Regions from separate parts of the Mus musculus genome. Here all the other regions are linked to region 7. Evidence: chromatin contacts called from public promoter capture Hi-C data. All regions are on one chromosome and are shown on one strand. The core of a region is the stretch at or near the end of the contact, and the rest is flanking DNA. Distances in the headings are between cores, read along the strand shown. Region 1 overlaps Pkd1l1 (polycystic kidney disease protein 1-like 1). Region 2 overlaps Tns3 (tensin 3). Region 3 has its middle 24 kb from the start of Tns3. Region 4 overlaps Tns3 (tensin 3). Region 5 overlaps Pkd1l1 (polycystic kidney disease protein 1-like 1). Region 6 overlaps Tns3 (tensin 3). Region 7 holds the start of Igfbp1 (insulin-like growth factor binding protein 1).

Region 1 (3,415 bases), core at 192-2,691, 1.7 Mb before region 7:
TCACATAACTGTTAAGAAAGGAACACAGGCAATGTTCAACCTACTGGAGGCTACATAAACAGTCCCCATAGGACCAGATGAGGAGTCATGCAATGTGATAGAGAAAGCTCCAGCCCAGAATTTATCCTCAGAATATGCTACTTTAAAAAAAATACAAATAATAATAATTAGTGTAGACTGATATTAATAAAGCAGAAAGTAGACAACATGGTTTTTAATTACTGGGGAGTAATAACTATGCCTGTTGTACATCTGCTCAGAATTTTTAGGGTGATCTTTATAGCACATTCTAGATACATTCTGAGGACATGGGAAATTGTGTATGTGTGTGTATGTGTGTGTGTGTGTGTGTGTGTGTGTGTGTGTGCGTGTGTGGTGTGTATATGTGTGTGTGTGTGTATGTATGTATATTCTCCACTATTACTCTTTATCCTGGCTGAAATACCCACCCTGTCTTTCTCTTAGCTTCAAAGCATGTCTTACTGGGCAAGGCTCAGCTCTACTTAACGGTCAACCAAGCTCCGCAGGACATGTCTTGTCAGGTGCGACCCCACCATGGTATGGAGGCATATACCATCTTCAGTGTCTTCTGCATGTCAGGGAAACCGGTATGTGAGATTCTTGAGACCCCTTGTCTGTCCTGAGGAATGCAAGTAGCCACAACTCTTGGGAGTCATGGGAGCTCCTTACTTGGCGGGCTGCAGGGATGGGCCTGTCCTGTAATATGGGAAAGTTGCTCCTGCATGAATGGGAGCCTTCCCCTACTCGTGAGAGCAGCCTCCTCATCAGAAAGAGGATCCTTGCAGGGGGTTGCCAGGAAGTCAGGAGGATCTGTTGCCCATAAGCATACAAGTAGGGGGTGGGAAGCTCAGCCTGAGTCCTAACCCCATCTCCAGGATGTGTCTCTCACCTACACTTGACCCTTTGTCCTAATTTGGGCAATGAAGAAATCATTGTGACTTTTTGTACAGGGTCTTGTGAGGCTTTAAGGAGAATTGGGTGTGAAGGGATTAAGGCCACCTTTGAGATCAGGTGGCAGCACAGTAGGAGGCTGTGAATTTTCAGTCACTGTCCTCTGGCTATGGACAGAAGCTACCTGCCCCTGACCTGTTCTGCTCAGGTTCCTTCTCAGAAACCTGCCCTCATGCACAGAGAAGTAAGGCCTGGGCCTTCTGTGAAGGCTCAGTTCCTGGGACCTCAGCTTCTAGCACAGGGCATCTCCATGCCCCCTCCTGGTCCTCATGCCTGTATCATGCCTATCTGTGGAGAGCTGAGACACAGGACTGCTGTCACTGTGAGGGTACTATAAAAGTCTGATTTGCAACTGTTAGGGAAGTGGCTCTCAACCTTTCCAATGCTGAGACCCTTTAATATAGTGCCTCATGTTGTGGTGACCCCATCCATGAATCATAATTAAATATCTGTGTTTTCCAATGGTGTAAGGCAACCCCTGTGAAAGTGTCATTAAACCTCAAAGGGGTCACAACCCACAGGTTGAGAACTCTTGTATTAGGGTGTCTAAATGCCACAGATGGGGCCTTTGTCCTAATTCTCAATCTTTGGGAATCAGGGGTTCCAGCAGATGGGGATAGAGTCGGCGGGAATTGGGGTAACAAACAGACTTGACACAAGGGAGTGTGGATCTGAATGTAACTTGTCAAATCGAGCATCAAGCTTTTTATATAGAAGAAAATAGGGAAGTTAGGTGACACACCTGAAAGGTACAATGAGGTTATGGGATCCTTACATAAAACAGAGGAATGCAAACAGGAAGGACTGGCTTGCAACAACTGGGATAAAATTCAATGTTAACAACTGGGAACAAAAACAGCCCCACCTAAGGTCAGCTTAATCTTAGAAGCCAGGGCCAAGGGCTTCTTGCGTGCCCTTGCCATAGTTTCTATTCTATTGTATAGTCCAAGTTCCCCCTAGGCCATTGTAAATACTTGTTTGTGTATGGGTGTAACTCAGCTATCTATAGTTCTAAGTATCTACTTTGGTTCCTTCTTAGATCACAAACTTCCTTCTTTCTAGATACTGGTAAATTCCTGTGTAGGGCAGTGACTTAGCTATCCATGCCTAGGGTCGGATCAAGGACTGCCTAGAATCTAATTTAGCTATATGTCAAAATATCAATCCTTAGAAGCACTTATAATAAAGCAATATTAAGGGAAAGCACACAGATCCGTTTACCAACTAAAGCAAGGACATTGGAACATTCGTTATACAGGAAGCCAAGGTTCCAGGAGACTAAGTTTCTGTGAACTTTTCGCCTCAGGACAGCGCCCAGGTTTTGGGGGGCCTGTCGCGCTTGTCACTACTGGAATGGGATGTAGCATCTAAAGACAAAATGAGCTAGCTGACCCAAGTGTGGAATCCTGCTTCATGTAAGAAGCCCTTTGGCTTAAGAGCAGAAGAGTCCCACTGTGCCAGAAAACCTCTCTCTCTTGTGTGCCTATGCAGTGAGAATGATGCAGGCATCTTGGTCTGGGCTGTAACACATGAGCAGCAGTGGCCATGAGGGCAGCAGCAGATGGGACTGATTGGGCAATGCCACCCATGTTGTATTCAATTTTCTTTCTTTCTCTCTCTCTTTCCTTCTTTCTTTCCTTCCTTCCTTCCTTCCTTCCTTCCTTCCTTCCTTCCTTCCTTTCTTTTTTTCTCCCATGATTGGATCATAGGACTTTCATTATGAATTTCGTTACCGGATAGGAAACACTTCCTCACATACCCTGTACCGTGGTCAAGACACCCAGCATTATTTTTTATTGCCAGCTGGTGATTCTTCGGACAATTACAAAGGTAAGTCACAGAGCCCAGCATGTTACTAGATCTGCCTACATATCTCTCCAACCTTTTCTCCAGTTTCTAAAAACTATTGAAAGACCCCCGAGGTGGGTAGTCAATCAATCTGAGGAGACCCTCTCAAGGACCAGCGAGACCACGATTCGGATGCAAACAGCAAGAGGCTTTATTGAGAACACGGGTACCCGGGCGACGCAGTCTATCGGAGGACTGGCGCGCCGAGTGTGGAGTTTTTACCCTTTTTATAGGGCTGGGGCTGGGGAGCAAAAAGCGCGGTTACAGAAGCGAGAAGCGAGCTGGTTGGTTAGTTCGAATAAGGCTTGGGGTATTTCTCGGTCATTTGGGGAAACTGAGGTGGGACTTTTTAGTTCTAAACAATGTCTATTTTCAAGAAATGGGTATGGGAGGGGTACGAGGAAAGGGTCTAATGAAGGTTCAACAATGGGCACACACCTGGTCAGAACATTGGCGGACACACAGGTTCAAGGAGTGGCCAGAGCACTGTGCACCTCTATTTTTCTAAATCAGTGAAGCTAGTTCTGCTAACACTGACGTCTGAGAGCCATCTGTTCTTGGCCCTGAGCCGGGGCCCAGGTGCTTGACCACCGAT
Region 2 (3,286 bases), core at 117-2,616, 1.4 Mb before region 7:
AGTGCTGTTCTGAACTAGCCTCTATTTGCCTTTGTGTGTGTTGGTGTTACAGTGGCCAAGGCTGGAGCAACAGTCTAGACTTAGGGTTATGTTCAGGGGGTAGCCATGACTTTGCAGTCCCTCTGACCTTCACCTTTCCTCCTCCTCCTTCTTTTTTTTTTTTTTTTTTTAAGATTTATTTATTTTATGAACACGAGTACACTGTAGCTGTCTTCAAACACCCAGAAGAGGGCATCAGATCTCATTACAGATAGTTATAAGCCACCATGTGGTTGCTGGGAATTGAACTCAGGACCTCTGGAAGAGCAATCGAAACCGCCGAGCCACCTCTCCAGCCCCCACCTTTCTTTCTTAAACAGCAGGTGCACAATGTAGTCAGGTCTTCTGGCTGGTGGAACCAAAATAATGACAAGGACAGCCTGGGAAGAGAGTCTCCTGGTGTCATGACTCCCTGTGCCCTCCACATTTTGGACAGATGCAGGCTTGTTCTTTATTCCTCATGTCTGATGCGCCATTCACTGGGGATGTTGCCTCCGAGGTCCCCTGCAGATGCCTAGCCCCTGTCATTTTGGAGTGCTGGGTACCTGAGTCCCTTAGTTCTTCCTTGGGTTCTCTGCTCCAAACTCCCTCTCCCTATCCTCTGGGCATTCTTCCACATGGCTTTCTCTCTTTTCTTTTTCTGGAGGAAAGTCCCTTTAGTCACTTTAGGTTTAAGGAGTCTCTGCCCCTTCCACTGTCCAGTAAGCTCTGGAATGCATGAATGGAGAAATGGTCCCTAAGCAGCTAATCAGAAATTCAAAGGGCAGCTGATAGGAGGCCTTGCATTCCAAAGACCCAACCCTGGGTGTAACCCAGGGGTGTGGCCTCCAGTGACAGTCACCTTAAACCTAGTGGCTGTCTCTGTTGATTTACACACTCCTTTTCTAATGCCATTTGTGTGAGACTCATGGGATGCGGTCTGAGGGACACAGTGAGAACACCCACCCCGTTCCTGCAGGCTGGTGTGCCCTGAGCTGAGACGTAGATATAGCAGTAAAGGGATACTGACCAAGCCAGTGCCATCTCCGCCCAATGTGAGGACAGTGATGGCTATAAACTTCAACTTCTTCTTCCTCTTCTTCCTCCTCTTCTTCTCTTCCTCCCCCTCTTCTTCCTCCTCCCCCTTCTTCTTCTTCTTCTTTTTTTTTTTTTTTTAAATAAAGGATGATTAGGAAGATTGCCAGTCCTGTGTTATACATATTTTTTCCTCCAGTGAATTTTTTTTGTTGTTGTTGTTTTTGTGAGACAGGGTTTCTCTGCATGGTCCTGGAACTCACTCTGTAGACCAGGCTGTCCTCGAACTCAGAATTTCACCTGCCTCTGCCTCCCAAGTGCTGGGATTAAAGGCGTGCGCCACCACGCCCAGCTTCCAGTGATGTTTTAAAATGACAAGCAACTACTCAAACTCTTTGGTAAGTTGAGAGCTCTTTGTCCTGCTCTCCTGCCTTTGCTGAGTAGCTGTGTAGGGGTAGGAGGTGGGAGGCTGGGGTGCCCCTTGTGTGGTAGTTATGTGTTGGCCTCCTGTATCAGTGCTCTGCCAGACTCATGAACACTTGGGGGCTGAACCTCAAGGCCATTTCCATGGTGGGGTTAGGGGGATGTTACTGCTGTGAGTCTGGACTCCCTGAAAATGCTGACTCACAGCCACCTGAGCAGTAGTCTCACCTTCGGAAGACTTTGATAATAAGTAGCTAAAACTTGTTGTGTTGATGAAAACAGAACTGGGGGTGGGGCTTGGGGAGGGGTGGGGGAGTTGGCAGCCGGGAACATAACCCCTCCTGGAGTGTCTGATTAACATTCAGTAGAAGTCTTTGAGATCGCTCAGCAGTAACCAATGAAGAAACCGTGACTCAGTGAAGTTAATAATAAACCGGTGGTTGCACTGCTGGACTGGCTGGAGTCTACCAAGGCATCCTGGTCTTTGCGGCCATTGTGTGTTGCCCACTTCCCTTTAGGCATGCCTGCTGGGGGAATGTCCCAGGCTCTGGGCTTCTTGTTCCCAAGTCCGTTGCTCCTAGTGTGTCATCTCAGCTGTAGCTGTGAGCCCCATGGGGGATTTTGAAGACATACTGCATCTGGGAGCTGGCCCCAGGGTTTGTGCTATAAATGATTGAGGGAGAGTTGGTTCAGTTTAGGATGTTTCTGTCCACTCCCTTCAGGGGTGTCTGAGGGTCACTATGGCCTGTCTTGGCCCTGGGAGGCCCCTCTGATGATGTGCTGTCTTCCCTGCTCAGGGTCTATATATGGTTTTGTTGTTGTGTGCTGGCCCCAACAGGGGAAGTTGGGTTGTTTCTGGTCTGGAAGAGCCGAGGAGGCCTGAAAGGACCAGGGGTAATCCAGGGGTCTCCCTGTGGACTCTAGGAACAGCCAAGAGTGTCTCCATGTTGGAGGAACTGCTGGCTGTGCCCTCCAGGACCTGGATGTAAATCAGGCTTCGGTAGGTTCTCCTTAGCAGACGGCCTGGCGAAACTGCACAGGTTTTCTTTAAGTTAGGTTTGATTTCTAACTTTCACTGGTTAGTTTGAACATAGAAATTGTACATATGCATAGAACACAGTGGTGTGTGTCTCTCAGCTCTAGCGTGGGGTTTTTAATGAATGTGCATTGCATCCTGATAACAGTAGGGCTATTAGCATGTCATCATCTTAGATGCTTATTATTTTTTGTGGTGAGAGCATTGAAATCTTCTACCTTGCAACATATGATATGCTATTCTCAACTCTGGAATTCTGTGCAATAAAACCCCAGAACTTGTTGGCATCTAAAACTTTGTACCCATTGGTCAATCCCAGAACACCCCACCCCCACCCCCAGCCCCCACCCTGCCCCCACCCCTGCCAGGATGGTGCTGATCACCTCTCCACTCTCACTTCTCTACTTCTCTCAGACTCTTTTTTCTTTTCTTTTCTTTTCTTTTTTTAAAGATTTATTTATTATTATATGTAATTACACTGTAGCTGTTTTTAGACACACTAGAAGAGGGCATGAGATCTCATTATGGATGGTTGTGAGCCACCATGTGGTTGCTGGGATTTGAACTCAGGACCTTCAGAAGAGCAGTCAATACTCTCAACCGCTGAGCCATTTCTCCAGCCCCCAGATTCTTTTTTCATAATCCACATGTGAGTGAGCTCCTATGGTGTTTGACTTCCTGGACCTGGCTTAGTTCATTAACTTTGTTCCACCTAAGTTGTTGCCAACAGCAGGACTTTCCCTTCTTTAAATACTGTAGGGAGTCTGGACTACA
Region 3 (3,093 bases), core at 74-2,573, 1.5 Mb before region 7:
AACTGAAAAGCAGGAGCCTTAACTTAGAAAATGCCTCCATATCAGGCTATAGGGCATTTTCTTTTTTTTTTTTTTTGGTTTTTTGAGACAGGGTTTCTCTGTATAGCCCTGGCTGTCCTGGAACTCACTTTGTAGACCAGGCTGGCCTCGAACTCAGAAATCTGCCTGCCTCTGCCTCCCAAGTGCTGGGACTAAAGGCATGTGCCACCACTGCCCGGCGGGCATTTTCTTAATTAGTGAAAGGAATGGTGATGCTAGTGATAGATGGGAAAGGCCCCCAGCCCATGAGTGTGGAAACACCCCTGAGCTGGTGGTCCCAGGTTCTGTAAAAAAGCAGCTTTCAAGCAGTCTCTTCCATGGCCTCTGCATCAACTCCTGCCTCCAGGTTCCCTCCAAGTTTAAGTTCCTGCCTCGGCTTCCCTCAATGGTCTATGATTCAGGATGTGTAAGCCAAAAAATTACTTTCCTCCCCAAGTGGCTTTTGACCAGAGTGTCTCATCACAGCAATGGTGACCCTGACTGAGATAGCACTGACCCAAAATTAGAGGAGAAAGACATTGATGGATATCTTACTCTTCCCCTTCCTGCCTTTGCCCCTCCCCCTCTTCCTTTTTGTGGGTTGTTGATGTTCCTTAAAAAAACAGAAAGAGACGTTAAGGCTGTTACAAACACAAGAAACAGCAGGCTCCTTTTTACTTTCTGGAGGAGGCAGAGCCTGGGGGTGGACAGTCTGAAGGTTTGAGGCTGTGGTTGAAGGAGGCAGAGCCTGGGGCGGGACAGTCTGAAGGTTAGAGGCTGCGGTGGGACCACGATTTTGTTTAGCGGCTGTGTGGATTCCCAAGTACGTCCACCCATTCGATTCTTCCCTCACAGAATTGGAGAACAGCCTTATATGTTTAAACGTGGCTTTGTGGCACACGTGTGTAATCCAAACACCAGGAGGCTGAGGCAGGAGGATCACCTCCAGCTACAGGCTGACCTGGAGCATTTGACAGCCTCCTGCTCTGGAGCCAGGCAGACCTAGCTTCAGCGTCCCTGTAGCCACTGTGCCCCGAACCTTTTCTAACCACTCCTCTGTGTTCTCAGCTATGAAGTGAGCAAATAGGCCAAGCCCTAAAAGTTTCTGGTGACAATCCCCGACCAGGTCCAGTGCAAACCAAGCCTTTGGCAGTGAGCTTGCCTCCTTATGGCTGAGACGCTGTCTGGAAGGGTGAAGATGTGTAGGGTAACAAGTATTTTTAGCAGAGACCCCTGACTCACGCAGCAGGGATTTTCACATGACCCCGAAATGGGAACCTGCTCGGTTTCTCTATCACTTTCTATGGCGCTGAGCATGGTTTTGGTTCCCTCCTTCAACCTCCCACTTCCCTCAGAAGCTTCTCACCCACACCTTGCCCCACTCCATCGGCTTCTTAAAACCACCATGTCCTTTAGACTTTTCTGTGGCTGCCCATTGCCCAGGCACGAAGCACCCTTCCTAACCCAACAACCTCTCTGCAGCCCACCACTACTGACACACCCGGACAGTCCTCTTCTGGTTCTCTGCCCAACCCAAGGAGCTAGCAGCAGACATGGAGGCTCCCCTAGTCCTTAGTCCTGTAGGATTCCAGTCTGCACTGCCCCAGGCCCCATCCCAGTATGCACTCCATGCAGTCCTCGTGGGGCATCAATCGCCTTGAACTGTTTATTCACCCTTCCAATGAGTTCACCTTCCCCGAAGGTCAGCAACTGGGTTCACACAGGAATGCAGTAACTTGTTCTGCAAGACCAGAGTTGTTCAAAGCGTTGCAACTGTACTCAGTGACTAGGCTAGACTAGATCCTCAGGTTCTGCCTCTGCTCACATCGATACCTTTCAGGATCCCCTTTTCCAAGGGTCACCCCAAATTTCTTAGTCTCCTGGGTATTAATGTAAGAGGGCAGTGTCTGTAAAAAGCAAGTTTGGGGTTTACCTGGCCCTGTGTGTCTGTCTGAGAGTGCTCATGGAGACTAGCACAGCACCATATGACCACTATATAGCCTGCCTCCTGTGGATGGGAATGCAGATGGAGTCTGGCTGTCTAGTCCTGGCTCATGTCTTCTCTGGAGGCTGCCTGCAGGGGCTGCATCACAGGAAGGCTCCTCCAGCACTGGAGTTCTGACTTCAGGTTCACTCACAGGCTTTTGACTAAAGACCTCAGTTTCTTCCCACATAGGCTACTCCAGGAAGCTAACCCTTGATGTACTGTATAGGTGTTGTTCCCCAATGTCAGCCATGTAGGCCTAGAGCCACCAATCCTTCTTTGGACCCAGTCTCCAAAGCCACACACCACTACCCCTGCCAGGCAGTGTTCTTCATCAATGAATCCAGCCCAAACTCAATTGACAGGACAGTAAATTAAGGCCCACCTTTGAAGGAAGGTGCAACAATGGAGGTATAAGTCAGCGTTGAATTCTACTGTAGCTTATTCTTCCAGAGAATGTGCGCTGAGTAAACGGGGACCTCACGCCTTGAGTATTTCTTAGAGTTCGAAGATATACTCTCTTTTCACATTCAAGCCATTCAGAAGCCAGGCACATCCCCAGATGGCATCCAAGTTTGATTAAGGTGCCATATTATGTAAGGTCCATGCCCAGCACCAGTGTACTGAACCCCACACAACAATACTGAGGAGGGCATTAAGAAGGACCCCTTAAATGTGAGGACCCTGAGTGTTTGTTGGAGTCACGGGATTTCTAGTCTGTGTCTAGCACCCTGACCAGGACAGACCCAGATAACACTTTAATGGTTGTCAGTTTTAGCACTCAACTCAGAAGGTGAAAATAAGGTGTACTTTGAAAGCTTCAACTCACCATTTCTACGAAGACTGACTTTTCAATGTGCTTTCTGTATTTCTTTGATATCCAATCATGGTATCATGGTCTGTCAGCTCTTAGAGTACTTTCAGAGATTCAAACATCAATTCCAAACTTAATGAACTCTCCCTTCCGGCAGGATAGAGCCCTGGAGCCCTAGGGAAGGTGGTGGGATGGGTGATCTTGGGTGGGATGGGTGATCTTGGGTGGGATGGGTGATCTTGGGTGGGATGGGTGATCTTGGTAACCTACACAAGGC
Region 4 (3,634 bases), core at 667-3,166, 1.4 Mb before region 7:
GTTGCCCCTCACAATTGAACTCACACCTGTCCTTTCACCTAAGGACTTGTGTGTGATGGGAAGAACAAATAGGGTACCAGAGGATACTCTATCCTGGTATTACTGGAGTTGTTCCAGTCAGAGTCTGGTTCCCAAAGCCCTAAAAGCTTAGGTTCAGCCACTGGTCCTCAATAAGCCAGAAACAAGTGATACAGAAAAGCAGAGAGAGATTTATTTACCAATATAGTCACACCAGGGAGAAGAAGAAATCAAGAGGTTCAATGACTACTGAGTCTGCCTTCTTGGACTGAAGCTTAGTTTTAAATAGAGTGCAAGAGTTTGCATAACTAGGCAGTCTTGGTCATGGCATGGTCCTGTCTGTCCTTAGCCCATCATTGTCTGGGTTCCAGTCTCTTTTACAACAGAGTCTGATCAGTAGTCAGAACTGTGTGAAATACCTTTATGAGACCAGCTTTCCCTCTGGCTGACACCAGGCTTCAGACATTTCTTCTAGCATTCGATTCTTAGAGAAATTCTAATTCTATTGTCCCAATAGATGGATAGTCAGTGTGAGGACTGTATCTCTCCATCAATACCTTGGCACTTACTGGGAAGTTAGAGGGTTGTAGGAACAACTCAAAATGATGTTTCCTTAACAGTCACACCTATCTCAGACCTGTAAGTCTAGGAGTGTGAACATGCAGGGTGAGGATGGGCCCACATGCACACATAGAGATATGCAGGGAAAAGGCCTTGTGATGATGACAGAGGCAGAGATCCCCGGATCCCCGGGGCTGCAGTGGTCATGTGAAGATGCAAGAGACAGGCCCAGTCTTGCATTTGGCCCTGCTGACTCCCCAGTCTTTCATTTCTAGCCCCATATGTGGGAAGAAATAAACTCCCGTGGTTTGGAGGTATGCAGTGCAGGGTTCTTGTTTCAGTAGCCTCAGGAAACCAATACTCTGGGACCATTGTCATATTACTTAATTGTTCTCCAGAGAACTATGGAGTGATGGGAGAAGAGGCCACTCTGGCTGCAGAGCAGTGAAATAGTCTTCCTAGGAATAGTATGTAGGAATAGCATGGATTCAGAGATGCTCTGTGTGAGGCCCATGCCAGGAAGAGAACTGATAGGTCACCCATGGAAACTAAGAAGCAACCTTTGTCTATGACCTGTCTGCGGCATTGGACAGGACCGTGACACCCCTTTCTCCAGGGAAAGCCAGGACAGCAAAGCCAGACTCCCAGGAGTTCCTTATGTAGCCAGCAGCGATTCTGTGAGCAGGATGCTGGTAGGCCAGCCAGGGCTGGGCCAGTCAGTGTTCATGGATGCTTCCCTGGGATGCCAGGATGCTGGTAGGCCAGCCAGGGCTGGGCCAGTGTTCACGGTTGCTTCCCTGGGATGTCTGACGTCAGCCCAGATCTTTGTTCATCAGTGTCTTGTTTCAGTTCTCTTCCAAAACATCTGAGATGCGGTGACCCTGGAGGCACAGATCTTTGAGAAGTCTGTGGCTCCTCCCATCCAACCACAATCCAGACTTTGATCCTTCTTTTTCTTTGATTTCACCATCCCCTCCCACACCTAAAATAACATCCATCTTTTGACTGTGTCCAACTGTGAGGCGTTTAGGCTTCTGGGTTTCTGGGAAAGGCAGTCCCAGAGAGGAGGTTCCTGGAAGCTGAGCACTGTCAACTGTAGCCGGGAGCTACACATCTCAGCACAAGTCCTACTGGGAAATGGAAAATCCCCCTACAGATGCACCCAACAATGCCAGCCTCCCCTGGCTGCCTTTGTCATCCAGTCTTTGAAAGCCAGGTTGGTTCTTGTTTGAGCTTTTGTTCTCCCTCTGCAGGTGGAGGTATTGTGAGGCAAGGCCAGGACATGTTGACCTTTGGTGGCGTCAGCTTATGCACAAAGGGAGCACAAAGCCCTAGCTAATGATTAAATGCCCACACTGGGTTGCAGCCCTGGTTACACTTGAGGTGATTGCTCGGTTCTTACCATCCTGTCCTCTCACTGTGTTTGCAGTTTTGGGGCTGGTAGAGAAGGGAAGAGGCTGGCAGGGTGACAGCTCTTGTCTTTAGCCCCCACCCCCTTTCCTTCTTCTGGCTCCCTGGGGACCAGTTCCTGAGCTGATTTCTCTTAAATAATGACCTAAGTCCCCAGGGTGGCATAGCCAGCTTCTTTCTGAGGGGCTCGTGGAAGCAGGGGTTTGAGTGATTCGAATGCTGCCAAGTCTGGAGGCTAGTTTGCCCTGCAGTAAGCCAGACAAGATGGCCAATGGGATTTCCTTTCTTCCACGGCCCGCCATGCATGTTAATGTGGGGCCATTGAAGACAATGGCCACGTGTGACTGTTGACAGAACTGTGACTTCGGGCGTGATCAAATATTTATTTGTTTTGGATTCTCCCCCCCCCCCAAACCTTTAGAAAACATCCTTACTAATTATTTGAGAATTGCATATAATTTATTGTGATCATTTTTACTTTATTCCTTCCCTAACCCCTCCCAGACCAAAACCAACTCCCTATCCCCTTCAAATTCATGCTGTTATTTTTTAAAATAACCTGAGGTCAAATTTGATACACACACACACACACACACACACACACACACATATATGTATCTATATCTATCTATATAACACATATATACACATATACATATACATGCACATACATGCGCATGTATGCTCCTATGTGTGGGGCCATTCACTGCACCATTATCAACTTACCAGGGGCTATACCCTTAAAAACCATGGCTCTCTGCCTTACCCAGATGCCGTCATCTCTCAGGAGCCCCTCAGTTGGAGGTGGAGCTCATGGACTGCTCTCTACTCTTATATCCAGAAGATGTTTTTCACTCCAACCTCCCCAGCTCCCTGGCTTTTAGAATCATTCCATTCCCTCGCCCTTCTGCAGTGGTTTCCTAGCCTTGAGTGGTATAGATGTCCCAGTTGTGTTTGACAACTCCACTGACATCCACTCTCTGTACTTGGACGCATTGTGAGTTTCTGTGCTAACCAGTGTCCACTACACAGAGATCCCTCCGATGTGGCCTGAGAGCGGACTGATCTATGAGTACAGATATCTGAATTTAGAGGCAGTTGATTAATTATGTCTGTTTTAGTAGAAAAATACTAAGTTATCCTCTAGGGCCCGTGAGCTCCCAGCTGTAGGTTCTTGGTTAGATTTACAAACTTAATACTGGTACTGTCTTTCAGCCTGCAGTGCAAGCCTTAACTCTAACTGGAAAGCAAAAGCAACATTCTTGTTATTGTTGCACCCATGGGCAACAGATCTTGCCTCACCAGGGTCATTATTGTAGCTCACAGGGTTCACAAGTGGGTAAGTCTGATGATCCCCCCCCATCCTCATCGCCCCCCCTCCCCGCCTGCCCAGGCCTACATTGTATCTTCCAGTCTAGTACTGTGAAAGCTAGCCAGCTCAGTACCTACTTTGTTTCTCAGTGTCCTGTGACTAAAGTGTGTGGTGTCTTCAGCCATAGGTCCTTACCTATTGGATACCTTACTTATTTATTATTCCTTAAATTGTAAAGCTCTTAGCCTATGGCCTGGTGACATTGTAAACTCCCAGTCATGTGGGACATCTGTTGGCATAGTATTTCAATGGTCTGAGGGCGTTTTACCATCA
Region 5 (3,580 bases), core at 724-3,223, 1.6 Mb before region 7:
ACTAACTCCTTCCAATGTCACTGTGGTTACTCCACTGTAGTGCAGAGGCAGAATAGCGTTTGAAATCAGGTTTCCCTGACAACTGGTGGTGGTGGTGGTGGTGGTGCGTGCGTGCGTGCGTGCGTGTGTATGTGTGTGTGTGTGTGTGTGTGTGTGTGTGTGTGTGTGTTCACATGTGTTTTGGTGCATAAATACAAGGAGGCCAGGGGACAACCCTGGGTGTTGTTTCTCAGAGAGTATTCATCGTTTTGTTTTGTAAGACATCTTCTCTCCCTGGTGTGGGAATCACTGAGTAGAATAGGCTAGCTGACTGGTGAGCCCAGGAAGTGACGTGCCTCAGTCTCCCCCACATGAAGATTACAGGCATGTGATTACCCTTTACCAAATGAGTCGTCTCCTCAACCACCAACTTCATGTTTGACAGTCAACTTGTCACCAGAGTGTCAGGGATGCTGAGGCTTCCCTTGGCCAACTGAAGGACCTTTCTTCTCGTCTTGCAGCTCTCTATGGTTGGAGTAGCAATAGCCTACTATGCAGCCTCTGGTCACCTCACTACTCTTGCTGTGAACATCACCGACCAGTTCCACAAAGGACTTTATCAGAGGCTTGTGGACATCGGCCTGATGGTGTCATGGCATCAGGTACATACAATAGGAGACTCAGGGCTACCCAGAAAGAGGCCACAGCTGTTATTGTTCTATGGCATCTGTCACACAAGGACAAGAGGGATCAAGGTGATGAATGTGTTCTGTAGAATTTTGCTGTATGCTCACAGACAGTGGTACTGAGAGTAGTGAGATTTGAAGACCATCCCACATGACCACTCGTTGGGCCTCCATGCCTGCTGTGTGAAGTAGAACTCATGGACTTACAGCAGCGTGAGGAAGCAGGTGTCAGCCAACATCAATTACAGTAAGGAGGCTGGCACTAACATGATGCATAGACACATCATGTGTCCTCTCTTTCTAGCTGGTGATGGTCTTAGACAGAGATGTTTCCAATAAGTGATCACCATGAGACTCAGGGAAAGAAACAGGGGTCATGAAAGGGAGAAATACCCTCTCTAAGACCCTGTATCTCTACCCCACAGATTCTCTAAGCTTCTTTTCTACATACCTTGAGATCTGTCAGTGACCCAGAGCCATTCCATACCTAGAGTACCCTTACACCCTGGGCAAGCTGCTCCTGGAACAACCCAAAAAGAAGGGGGACTTGTTCCCCTCTAACTACAGTGTTCCCAGCTCTACCTCCTCTCTTTAACTTCACTCTGCCTACTTGTATGAAGCACCCTGGACCCAGTTCTCCTTTCTGTTGTGTGGGGAGCCTTAGAGGGCACAAGGCTGGTGGTCTTCCTCTACCACAGCTCCACCCTTCCTTTCCTGGATAAGTGGTACCACTCTTGTTCCTGTCTCCTCAGAGGTCATATCAACTCCTACCCATCTTCTCCTCTGCCTTCCCACCCTCTATAATCTGGGCAAACCTTGGGGCAGAAACACAAGACTGTTCCTAACGTAACCACTGCAGCTGGGGAAACTAAAGGCCCAGAGAGTGGAAGGACCTTTCTGTAGCCAGAGTGGCCAAGCTATGGAGACATCAGAGACTCTTCAGTCTTGGGGGAAGATGTGCTTTGAGTGTTCTAAGCAGATTCTTCCTGAAAGACAAAAATAACTATCCTCTCCCCATTGTAGTTGTCACTAGAACTGTGACTTCATGAGTCAGCCCTGCCCCTCCCACCCCAGCCAAGGAACGGAGCACTTGCATAAGGGAAGCCCTGAGGCTATACTTCCTACTCAGGGGTGTTGAGCTCCATAGGCACCCATGAGTGGCAAGGCTAGGCACAAACCAGGTAGATATCTTCACATCATGAGCAGCTGGCACTCCCTTACTGAGCCGGGTCCTTGCCTCCATGGTACTGTGAAACACATTCATTGTGCACATTGTTGATCCATGCACAGAGAGCAGCAAAGGCCATCCTGTGTTGAGCACCAGGAGCAGAAGGATTCCAGACACTTCTACATCTTAGATTGTAATTTCCACAACTTGTAGGAATCTAGTGTGGCAATCACAAAAATCAAGACACGCATCCTTTTTTTCCTACAGAGGCAGGAGGCTGGGGCAATGGAAGGCTAGAAGTCATAGTAAGCCCATCTTCCAAGGCTCAGCAAAGCTGCCCCAAAGAACTAGAATTTAGTCTGTGTGGAGAGACATTATTCACAGCTGGGAGAACCTTGAGAGTAGCTTCCTGGGGCTCCATAGGCTTTGGTGTTTGAAGACTCGCTGTTTTTAGACAGACAGGATCAGAGCTCACACTGTTCCAAATGGCTTCTCTTTGTCTTGGGATGTTTTGTTCTCAGCCACCCTAGGGCCCTCTTACAAGGACTTTGCATCTACTGAGATGTGTGTGCTACACTATTACTTGGTTCTCTCTCATACACCAAAAGACCAGAAGCACTAGGAAGGAAGTTTACCAGTTTGTTCCCTACTGTTCCCCAGCATCAGCATGGGGCCTTACTGTCTCATCACTGGTAGGCGTTCTGGTCTACCTTTCCTGTGTGTCTATAGTCATCTGCATTTCTTTTCTGCCAGGGAGCTTCAGCTCACTGTCTACTCTGCCCTTCGACCACAGCTATACATTCTCTGGATTCTGATGCCATTAGAGCCTAGAGTTTCCTTGCCTGTGTTGAAAGCCCACTGGGCTGGCTTTCCTGAAACTCTCTATAGGATGCTCTTCTCACTGAGGTGGGCAGAGCAGCTCTTCTAGGCATGTAGTGAGGAGACATGGGAATCTGTCAGCACACTCTTAGTGAGCACTGGGTCTCTGAAATGGGTTCACCTTTCTTAGCCTTCCTTCTTCATAGTGTGCTATCTTTCTCATCATGTTTGCTGCTGCCAGAATCTTGCCTGGGATGACTTCCTCTTCCCTAGGGATTCTATTACAGCCAGGTACCAATTTCTGGGCCTTCACTTAGCTCTTGAGTAGAGCTGTCCTGGTAAAGCTTTGTCCTGCCTGACACTCTCTGGTCCTGCATCATTTGTCCCAACCACTAGAAAACCAATTATTCTTTTCACACACAGTGCCTGTGGTACAGCTCAAACTGGTCAAAGCTGGGTACCTCTAACACTCCATGAGGCTAAGTTTGGTATGCAAATTTCTATTTTCTGCTGAATATATTATTTTACATATATTGGTCTAAATAAAACACAAAGTAAATTTCCCTGCTTATTTTTGCCAACTAAATTGCAGCTATCATTAAATTTACAGTTCTGCCCAGAGCTCACATTGTATTTCGCCTTGCCAGTGCTGACTACAGTCTCAATCATCTCTGTTTTTCCCAAGCATAGCTTCATCTTGTTGTCTTGAAGTGACCACAGGTATGCCAAGCATATTTCACAGAGACATCTATCCATCAAGTAACATACTATCTAGTAAAACAGGTCATGGTGACCCATGTATACCACAAATGACCCCACTCATGCTCCAAGAGAGCGAGCATCACAGTCCACTCAGAAACAGCACTGGTAACAGCCTCTGACCTTATAGCCAGGTACCTGAGTAGTAAGCTGTGATGGCTGAGAGGCC
Region 6 (3,450 bases), core at 183-2,682, 1.3 Mb before region 7:
TGTGTGCCATAGCTCAACACAGCTAGCATAGCTGCATAAGGAGGTTGAGGCAGGCAGAGGTATGGGAAAGCAAATGAGGACTAGGTGTGTGTTCCAGGGGGGAGATTGTTTGCCATGGTGGATAATGGTGAGGGCGATGCTAGTCTGAGGTTGAATAGGGCAGGCAAGCTATGGAAGAACTTTCTATATAGTGCTGCTGGGTCAGTTAGCTTTCCTGTTCCTGTTGTAAAATGCCCAGCAGAAGCAGCATAAAGCCCCAGAGGTTTTTTTATTTCATCTCCCACTTGCAGAGAGTTCTCAGTCCATTCCGACAGGGAAGACTGGTGATGGCAGCTTGCATAAGGCTGTTTCTGTGGCATCCAGCAAGAAGCAAAAAATATGGATGGGAACCAGGGCAGATATAACCTTCAAAGACTTAACCTCTAGTGAGCTACTTTCATCTATCCAACTATCCATCCATCCATCATCCATCCATCCATCATCATCCATCCATCCTACCATCCTTCCATCCATCCATCCATCCATCCATCCATCCATCCATCCATCCATCCCCACCACCCATAGGGTTCCCAACCTTCAAAACAGTGGTACGAGTATGAATTGAGTTAAACGTGAACAAATGGGGACGTTTCACATTCCAGCCAGGACTGTGGCAGGGCCCTTGTGCCTGTCTATACTTCATAGTCTTCTGTATTTGGATCAGAATGGTCTGTGAGAACTCTGCCTTTAAAAATCTCTCAACTTAATTTTTGTTTGTGCTTACTACAATCACTCTTTTTATTATGACAGCGTTCTTAATGTACACTCAGCCCTTTGTACACTCAGCCCTTTCTGAGTCCTGCCTGCTGAGCTGGTTAGGTGAAAAGCACTTCACGGAACACCTTATGCTGTTAAGGGACAATGATCCCTATGGGTAGCCAATCCTACTCTTAAAGAGCTCCTCCTCTTGTTGATAAATTGAGGCCACACTCTGCTGCCACCCAGGCTCCAAAGGTCTCCTTTCATTGACTCTGTGATGTAACAGTTGTGTGGCACTTTTAGGTGCAGGGTGACAAAGCTGAGGGCAGTGGCTCTCAATAGCTGTCTGACCCCTGGGAAGCCTCTGCTCAGTATTCAGAGCTGTAATCCAGTCATGGACTATTGACTTTTGAAAATGGATGGAACCTGTTGGGAAAGAAAGTGTGATGTCGATGCTGCCAAAGGACAAGTGCCAGGCCCTGGCTTCCATCCCATTAAGAAGACTTTTATTATTATTGTTGCTGCTGTTGTTGTTTTAATTCCCAAGTGGTGCTAGAAAAACTGTCTGAAAATGTGTGTCATTCTGTAGTGTTGCAAGAATCTTATGAGTTTTGAAGTGATGGCCCCAGGATAGAGAGGTGGCACTGAGATTTCAGTGGATTTGACCTTTGCCCTCACCTCTCAGTCTCCAGCCTATGCACTCTCCTGAGGTCTCCCTCCCAGGAGGAAGCAGGAGCACCATCTCCTGAAACACCCTCGGGTGCTTCACTCTACCTTCCAGAGGGCGCATCATGAGAGTTTGGCAGGTGATGGAGGCTGGGGTGGTCCATCTGTCCCACTACAGTTTCCATGTCTTTGTAGTCCAGCTGTCATGCAACATCACTCTCACGCCAGTTTCCCCTCTGCATCGCAGTCACGGACTGCATCTCTAGCTTTCTCTGATGACCTCACCCTCTTAGCTAACACACACAGTGACTCAGTCTTAGCCTTGTATTCTATCCCCGGGGCTGGGGACCTTTCCACTCCAGTCGCACCTGTGGGAATAGCAGCTAAGTTCTTGCTTTGCCTTTCATTGTCTTTCCTGAGATTGGAGCCAGGTTGTTGCTCCTTCCATACAGCTTCTTTTCTCACACCTCAAGTCTTGTATGGAAACTCTGCTGTTGTGACTTCCCACCATTTCCTTCCATTAAGGTACAAATGGCTGCCCAGTGATGTCGCAGGTCCACCTGCCTGGCTCTCTTCTGCGTCCTCCATGGGAGTACCATCCCTCACAATGCCAGGGAGATGTGAGATTGCAGCTTTATTTCTACAAAGCCTGAGGTCTTGTGTTTCTCAGTTCTGCCAAGTCCGGGAAAGCTTTTGACTACAGTATTTGGTCCATGGGATGTAAAACAGCAGAGACAGGAAGCTGTGATTAGTGGCTCTTCCCCTTGTGTATTTAGCTCATGTGTTCCTACCCCTGGAACATCCACCCCTTCCTCTCACACTTGGCTGAATGGTAGTCCCCTCTTTTCTCTTGGAGATTTAAAATGTACCAAGAAAGGAATAGAGATCAAGCCTGTGGGGCTATGGCCTGTGCACTCTTCTCTTTTAAGGAGTCAAGGGAGAGAAAATTTGTCTGTGAATGCATTTTAAGGGCAAAGGGAGGAGCTTTAAAAAAACAAAAGGTTCATCTAGAACAGTCTTTTCAGACAGGTCTTCTGTGTAGCCGAGCATCCTTACCCTGCCTTGCTTGTCAGAGCTACATGTCTAGCTCCCTGTGCCCTGAAGCTCTGGACTGGGGGACCAACATGCTTAGTCTTATGGAAGCGTCTCCTGCTGATGATGGTGGAGTTGTTTTGGACCAGTGACATTTCCAGGGCCAGTGGCTTTCTGACTTTAGTTCTGCAGCTTCGAGACCTCATGCTGATACTTAAAGGGCATCCCTTTTCCATCCTGCCTCCTATGCAAGCCCTCCCTCAGCCTCTGGTCCCACCGTTACCTCTTTATAGTCTTCATATTGGCTTCTTACGTAGAACTTTATCTGAAGGTTGAGCTCAGTCATTGGCAGTTGGAAACCACTGCCCTGTGTGCCTTTTTCTGGTATCTCAGAGTTGAGATTGTTTTTTAAGGTTTGCACACAAGACTTGTGATATCAAACACACCCTGCAGTATTTAAACAGTCTTGCTTCCCCCTATAGGTTCCAGGACAGAGAATAAAAATAGTTTTGAGTCTTATGGGTCCTGTGAAGGGCTGGGCATGAGGGTAGAAGGAAAGGTCAAGGCAGGGAGTGTGCTTTGCCCTTGAACTAGATTGAGCCTGGATTATAAGACTCCTGGACTGTAAGACTTTTTTCCCCCCTCTCTTTTAGGCCACCAAGCTATTAGAGATTCAAGGTTATTTTAATGGCTATATTCAATGTTATGCATCCAGGGACCTCAGATTTTAGACCTGCTTGGTTTACACTGTGAATAGGAACAGCTTTGGCTACTTTTTGTGGATAAAAGGTCTGTTTATACATGGTGTTCCTTTCTCAGGAGCTAGACTGTGTGGAGAGTGCTCCTTCGATAGAGCAGAGTTCTGAGGCCCCCTTGGATGCACACTGATGATCTGGTAGAGTCTCCTTTGCCTCAAAAGAGAGCCAGTGTAGAGGCCTCTGAGCCAGGGCAGGAGACAAGTAGGCTCCCTTTGATTCATGAACCAAGGGTGATCAGAGCAAGTTAGAAAGAACT
Region 7 (3,132 bases), core at 497-2,996:
TCTTTGGGAACAAGTATGGCCAAATAGCAATACTATTCTTTTCTGGGAAAATGGTATATTCCGGGGTGAGGCAATATTCTGGGGTGGCAGAGAGAGTGGGGTAGGATATAACCTGAAGACGCCAAGGACTAAGGCCAAGGCTTGAGCCCATCAGTGGTGAGCCTTGACCCCTCAGCCCTCCTCTCCACCCCACAGAAAGAGTCTAGTAAGACCCCAGGACAGGTATAGTTTAGTTAGAAGAAAGTTCTAGAATGTAGCCTTCCCCACCTAGACCACCATCCTGCTCTTTTTTGGGAGCCCTGCTTTCCTGCACACTAAGTCACCTCTCGGGTGGCCTCTCGAAGAGGAGGCCATCATCAGATATCAATGAAGAGGGCCCACCCCCCACTCAGGACCATTGGGGTAGCTCTAACTTCATTCACTTGAAAGGCTCAGATGCCTGCAGTACAGCTTCCCATCAGAATATGGAACCACGTGGCTCCTCCACACCCACACAGGACGTGCATGCAGCCCAGATGGGGAGATAGGGGCTGGAGCAGAGGAAGAGGCATTTTCCAAGCTTCCTACTACAAACAAACCAGTGCTTAAATTCAGGAAAGAGCCTGATTGTCAGACTCCTAGCAGGCAACGTACACATCAAACACTGTTTGTCTATAGCGATGAATGGAAGTGAAGGTCTGGGCCTCAATTTTCACATTATGTTCTGTAAACATCTGGGAAGCACATACGGCGTGGCAGGATATATGCTACAAAGGACATTGCAAACCTCCTGGGGGCAGCAGGAGGACTCCCATTCTAAACCTCCCTGGACCCTCCAGCCATTGGAACTGCCAAGGGCAGAACCCACAGGAGGAGGCCGGAGGTGCTTGAGCCAGCACCCCACCCACCTGGCAGCCCCATAGCTCCCTCCACCTCCACTGAAAGACCGAGTAGGATCATTACTACCTAACCTGCAAACTTTCTTCACAACTCTCCACTCTACATGGGGTGCTTGGACCACCCCTTCTAGGATGTTTCCTGGGCAAGACCACACACAGATGGACCTCACTGAGAGATTTATTTGACTATAACAGCTTAAACCTCTTAGTGGGCCAAGAGTGCCTTTGCCCTATCTGCTATAAGTTTCCGATAGGCCTCTGCTGGCCTAGGAAGCACGTATGTCCCAGCCAAGAGATCTAGAGGCAGAGATGGACTGCAGTACCTTCATGCTGGGAGCTGAACAAGGTGCTCGTGGCGGGTGCAGCAGGTTCTGGTACACAGGCTCCCTGACCACGGGTGAGGGCATGCAGGGGACGAGGCTCTCCTGGCAACGCACGGCAGCTGAGTCCCTGGGCGCAGCGAGCAGTGGCCACACCGCAGGCAGCACCCATCGGCAAGGCACATGTCGGGCAGCAGCCACAGCCTGCAGGCCGAGAAATCTCGGGGCACGAAGCGGGCACGGGTGGACAGAGCCCCAGCCTCTCAGCAGTGCAGGGAGCACAGTGCCATGGCTGGGGGGCTCCAGCGGCCACGCCAATCTGGAAGGACAGGAGAATCAGGAACGGCCAAGAAACAACAGTTAGGAACTCGGGCATCGCAACTGGTTCAGCAGGCTGTGGATGAGACTCTGGACAGGCAGCAGTTGCTCAGTGGTCACGACTTTCTGAGTAGATAGTAGTGGCAATGGTGGTCACAGCTCTCTGGGCAGACGGCCGTGTGCAGTGTTCAATGCTCGCTGGGTGTGTGTCTCCGCGGGCAGTGGACCATGCTGGCTGGTCGTACCCAGAGCCTTATGAAGGGCTGGCTGTGCGGCACAGGTTAATGATTGTCAGGGCAGCGTGCTAGGACCCCAGTGTTCAAAATAAGTTTGTTTTGCTTGTGAGCTCTACACAAACCGTGGGTGGAAGGGGGTAAAGGGATCAGGTTTTCTACTATGTTTGTCCCGTGGTGATGGACTGGGACAGGAGCTAAAGTCCAACTCTGTCAGCAAGCTGCTAGCCAGATGGGGGAGGGCACTTGCTTTTGTTCAGGGGAAATCAAAGACCTAGCCGGCCAGGCTCACAGAAAACCTAAGCGACTAAAGAAAGAACAGATTAGACCAAGAAGGCTTCAGGCCCCAAAGGGAAGGGAAGAGTGGGGCTCTCCGTGACAATGCCCACAGTTGTTTCTCCCTCCCCAGGAAGCCTCTAGCCATCAAAGGAAGAAATCCGTAGTTCACCTCCTGGCTCCTGGCTATAAATTCCAAAAGAACAGTTGTGCCTTCAAAGAGAGAAAGTGCTAGGACTCCGGGCACTTGGTCTATATCGCCATACCCAAGCTGTCTCTGACAGTCTAATGGTCTAGTGTAATTGAGATGCTTATCAACGATCAAGTCTGACAGCTTTTTCTGCATCATTTTTTCATTCTTTTATATCACAAGGAAAACTTCAGAAATGTTTAAGGGCAATCTGAAATAGGACTCACCTTGGAATCTCACCAAAACTTCCCAGAGAAAACTGATCATGGACCACCCCCCCCCCTCCTTGCCTGTGAATATCTTCTAAGTCCCCAGGTCTAGATTTTTGTCTCCCACATACCTTTGTGTCTATCTGCTGACCTGGGTGCTAGATCAGAGCGACCAACCTCTAGCAACAGCTTGGAGCCTCTTACCTTGTCCTTTTTGGTATTGCTTTGGGGTGGGGTAGAACCCTGAAAACTGTACTGTACCACAGTGTTGCGTGCTTATCCAGCCCCTCACTTTCTTTAGCCATGGCATTTCAGAAAGCCTTGGAGATTTTAGCCCCAGGCTCTAGAGGAGGATATTGAAGGCAAAGGTTGCAGGAGATTTTAGGTCAAGGTCACAGAGACTGCCCTGGAACACCCTGGACAAACTCTCACATCCCTGTGACCCAGCAGTTCATCACTGCACCCTGAAGCTTGGCCTTGGGGGATGGCTTCCTGGGTGACTTGACTAAAGCACTTTAAACACATGTGCACCGATGCATCGCCTACCAATGTCTGCCCTCTCATTCAAAGAAACCAGCATAGGTGCCCACTACTGAGCAGGTATGTTAATAGTGACTGGCTGGCTTTTTAATTCGAGGTACAGAAAAAGCCTAGCAGATAAGGAATCAGAGGCATAGGCCAGTGGGCCACAGTGAGCAGCACACTTGC

The links. Promoter capture Hi-C pulls out the DNA fragments that hold promoters and counts their contacts.
Region 1: a contact with region 7 is called in a promoter capture Hi-C map of trophoblast stem cells, with 16 times the contacts expected there. The contact joins the enhancer-like site here to the promoter of Igfbp1 in region 7. A contact is called at or near these places in 13 of 39 promoter capture datasets (the 3T3-L1 cell line, 3T3-L1-derived adipocytes, the HPC-7 cell line and 7 more) and 1 of 484 Hi-C or Micro-C datasets (the AML12 cell line).
Region 2: a contact with region 7 is called in a promoter capture Hi-C map of liver, with 5 times the contacts expected there. The contact joins the enhancer-like site here to the promoter of Igfbp1 in region 7. A contact is called at or near these places in 8 of 39 promoter capture datasets (the 3T3-L1 cell line, cranial neural crest, embryonic stem cells and 4 more), 1 of 115 datasets of contacts at active chromatin or transcription factors (embryonic stem cells) and 1 of 9 other capture datasets (embryonic stem cells).
Region 3: a contact with region 7 is called in a promoter capture Hi-C map of liver, with 5 times the contacts expected there. The contact joins the enhancer-like site here to the promoter of Igfbp1 in region 7. A contact is called at or near these places in 5 of 39 promoter capture datasets (the SN4741 cell line, cranial neural crest, hippocampal neurons and 2 more).
Region 4: a promoter capture Hi-C map of liver shows a contact between it and region 7, with 6 times the contacts expected there. The contact joins the enhancer-like site here to the promoter of Igfbp1 in region 7. A contact is called at or near these places in 7 of 39 promoter capture datasets (3T3-L1-derived adipocytes, the SN4741 cell line, cranial neural crest and 3 more) and 1 of 115 datasets of contacts at active chromatin or transcription factors (embryonic stem cells).
Region 5: a promoter capture Hi-C map of trophoblast stem cells shows a contact between it and region 7, with 10 times the contacts expected there. The contact joins the enhancer-like site here to the promoter of Igfbp1 in region 7. A contact is called at or near these places in 12 of 39 promoter capture datasets (the 3T3-L1 cell line, cranial neural crest, embryonic stem cells and 6 more).
Region 6: a promoter capture Hi-C map of liver shows a contact between it and region 7, with 17 times the contacts expected there. The contact joins the enhancer-like site here to the promoter of Igfbp1 in region 7. A contact is called at or near these places in 18 of 39 promoter capture datasets (the 3T3-L1 cell line, 3T3-L1-derived adipocytes, the C10 cell line and 13 more), 25 of 484 Hi-C or Micro-C datasets (the AtT-20 cell line, the Ba/F3 cell line, the C2C12 cell line and 17 more), 3 of 115 datasets of contacts at active chromatin or transcription factors (astrocytes, cardiomyocytes and liver) and 2 of 9 other capture datasets (adipose tissue and embryonic stem cells).

Annotation. Positions count from the first base shown.
Region 1 is chr11:8,928,742-8,932,156 of GRCm38.p6, reverse strand. Pkd1l1 (polycystic kidney disease protein 1-like 1) reads left to right here. Exons shown (of 52, transcript XM_017314870.1): 17 at 466-608; 18 at 2,682-2,802. Gm40814 (MLV-related proviral Env polyprotein-like) reads right to left here. Exons shown (of 2, transcript XM_030246476.1): 2 at 2,882-3,415. Among named protein-coding and RNA genes, the nearest start is that of Gm40814, 9.6 kb to the right of the region's middle. Within about 2 kb of position 1,441, at least 8 of the 459 cell types and tissues checked have an H3K27ac peak or open chromatin away from gene starts, as enhancers often do. A contact at or near this core is called in trophoblast stem cells, where this site is marked.
Region 2 is chr11:8,633,536-8,636,821 of GRCm38.p6, reverse strand. The region is part of intron 1 of Tns3 (tensin 3); the gene reads left to right. Among named protein-coding and RNA genes, the nearest start is that of Tns3, 29 kb to the left of the region's middle. Within about 2 kb of position 1,366, at least 84 of the 459 cell types and tissues checked have an H3K27ac peak or open chromatin away from gene starts, as enhancers often do. A contact at or near this core is called in embryonic stem cells, liver and stem cell-derived epiblast-like cells, where this site is marked.
Region 3 is chr11:8,687,286-8,690,378 of GRCm38.p6, reverse strand. No RefSeq gene overlaps it. Among named protein-coding and RNA genes, the nearest start is that of Tns3, 24 kb to the right of the region's middle. Within about 2 kb of position 1,323, at least 83 of the 459 cell types and tissues checked have an H3K27ac peak or open chromatin away from gene starts, as enhancers often do. A contact at or near this core is called in liver, where this site is marked.
Region 4 is chr11:8,567,668-8,571,301 of GRCm38.p6, reverse strand. The region is part of intron 4 of Tns3 (tensin 3); the gene reads left to right. Among named protein-coding and RNA genes, the nearest start is that of Tns3, 95 kb to the left of the region's middle. Within about 2 kb of position 1,916, at least 73 of the 459 cell types and tissues checked have an H3K27ac peak or open chromatin away from gene starts, as enhancers often do. A contact at or near this core is called in the SN4741 cell line, embryonic stem cells and liver, where this site is marked.
Region 5 is chr11:8,845,979-8,849,558 of GRCm38.p6, reverse strand. It overlaps Pkd1l1 (polycystic kidney disease protein 1-like 1), which reads left to right. Exons shown (of 52, transcript XM_017314870.1): 47 at 501-641. Among named protein-coding and RNA genes, the nearest start is that of Gm36772, 48 kb to the right of the region's middle. Within about 2 kb of position 1,973, at least 36 of the 459 cell types and tissues checked have an H3K27ac peak or open chromatin away from gene starts, as enhancers often do. A contact at or near this core is called in trophoblast stem cells, where this site is marked.
Region 6 is chr11:8,508,038-8,511,487 of GRCm38.p6, reverse strand. All of the region lies in intron 16 of Tns3 (tensin 3), which reads left to right. Among named protein-coding and RNA genes, the nearest start is that of Tns3, 150 kb to the left of the region's middle. Within about 2 kb of position 1,432, at least 13 of the 459 cell types and tissues checked have an H3K27ac peak or open chromatin away from gene starts, as enhancers often do. A contact at or near this core is called in liver, where this site is marked.
Region 7 is chr11:7,196,401-7,199,532 of GRCm38.p6, reverse strand. Igfbp1 (insulin-like growth factor binding protein 1) reads right to left here and starts at 1,746. Exons shown (of 4, transcript NM_008341.4): 1 at 1,202-1,746. The coding sequence starts at 1,574.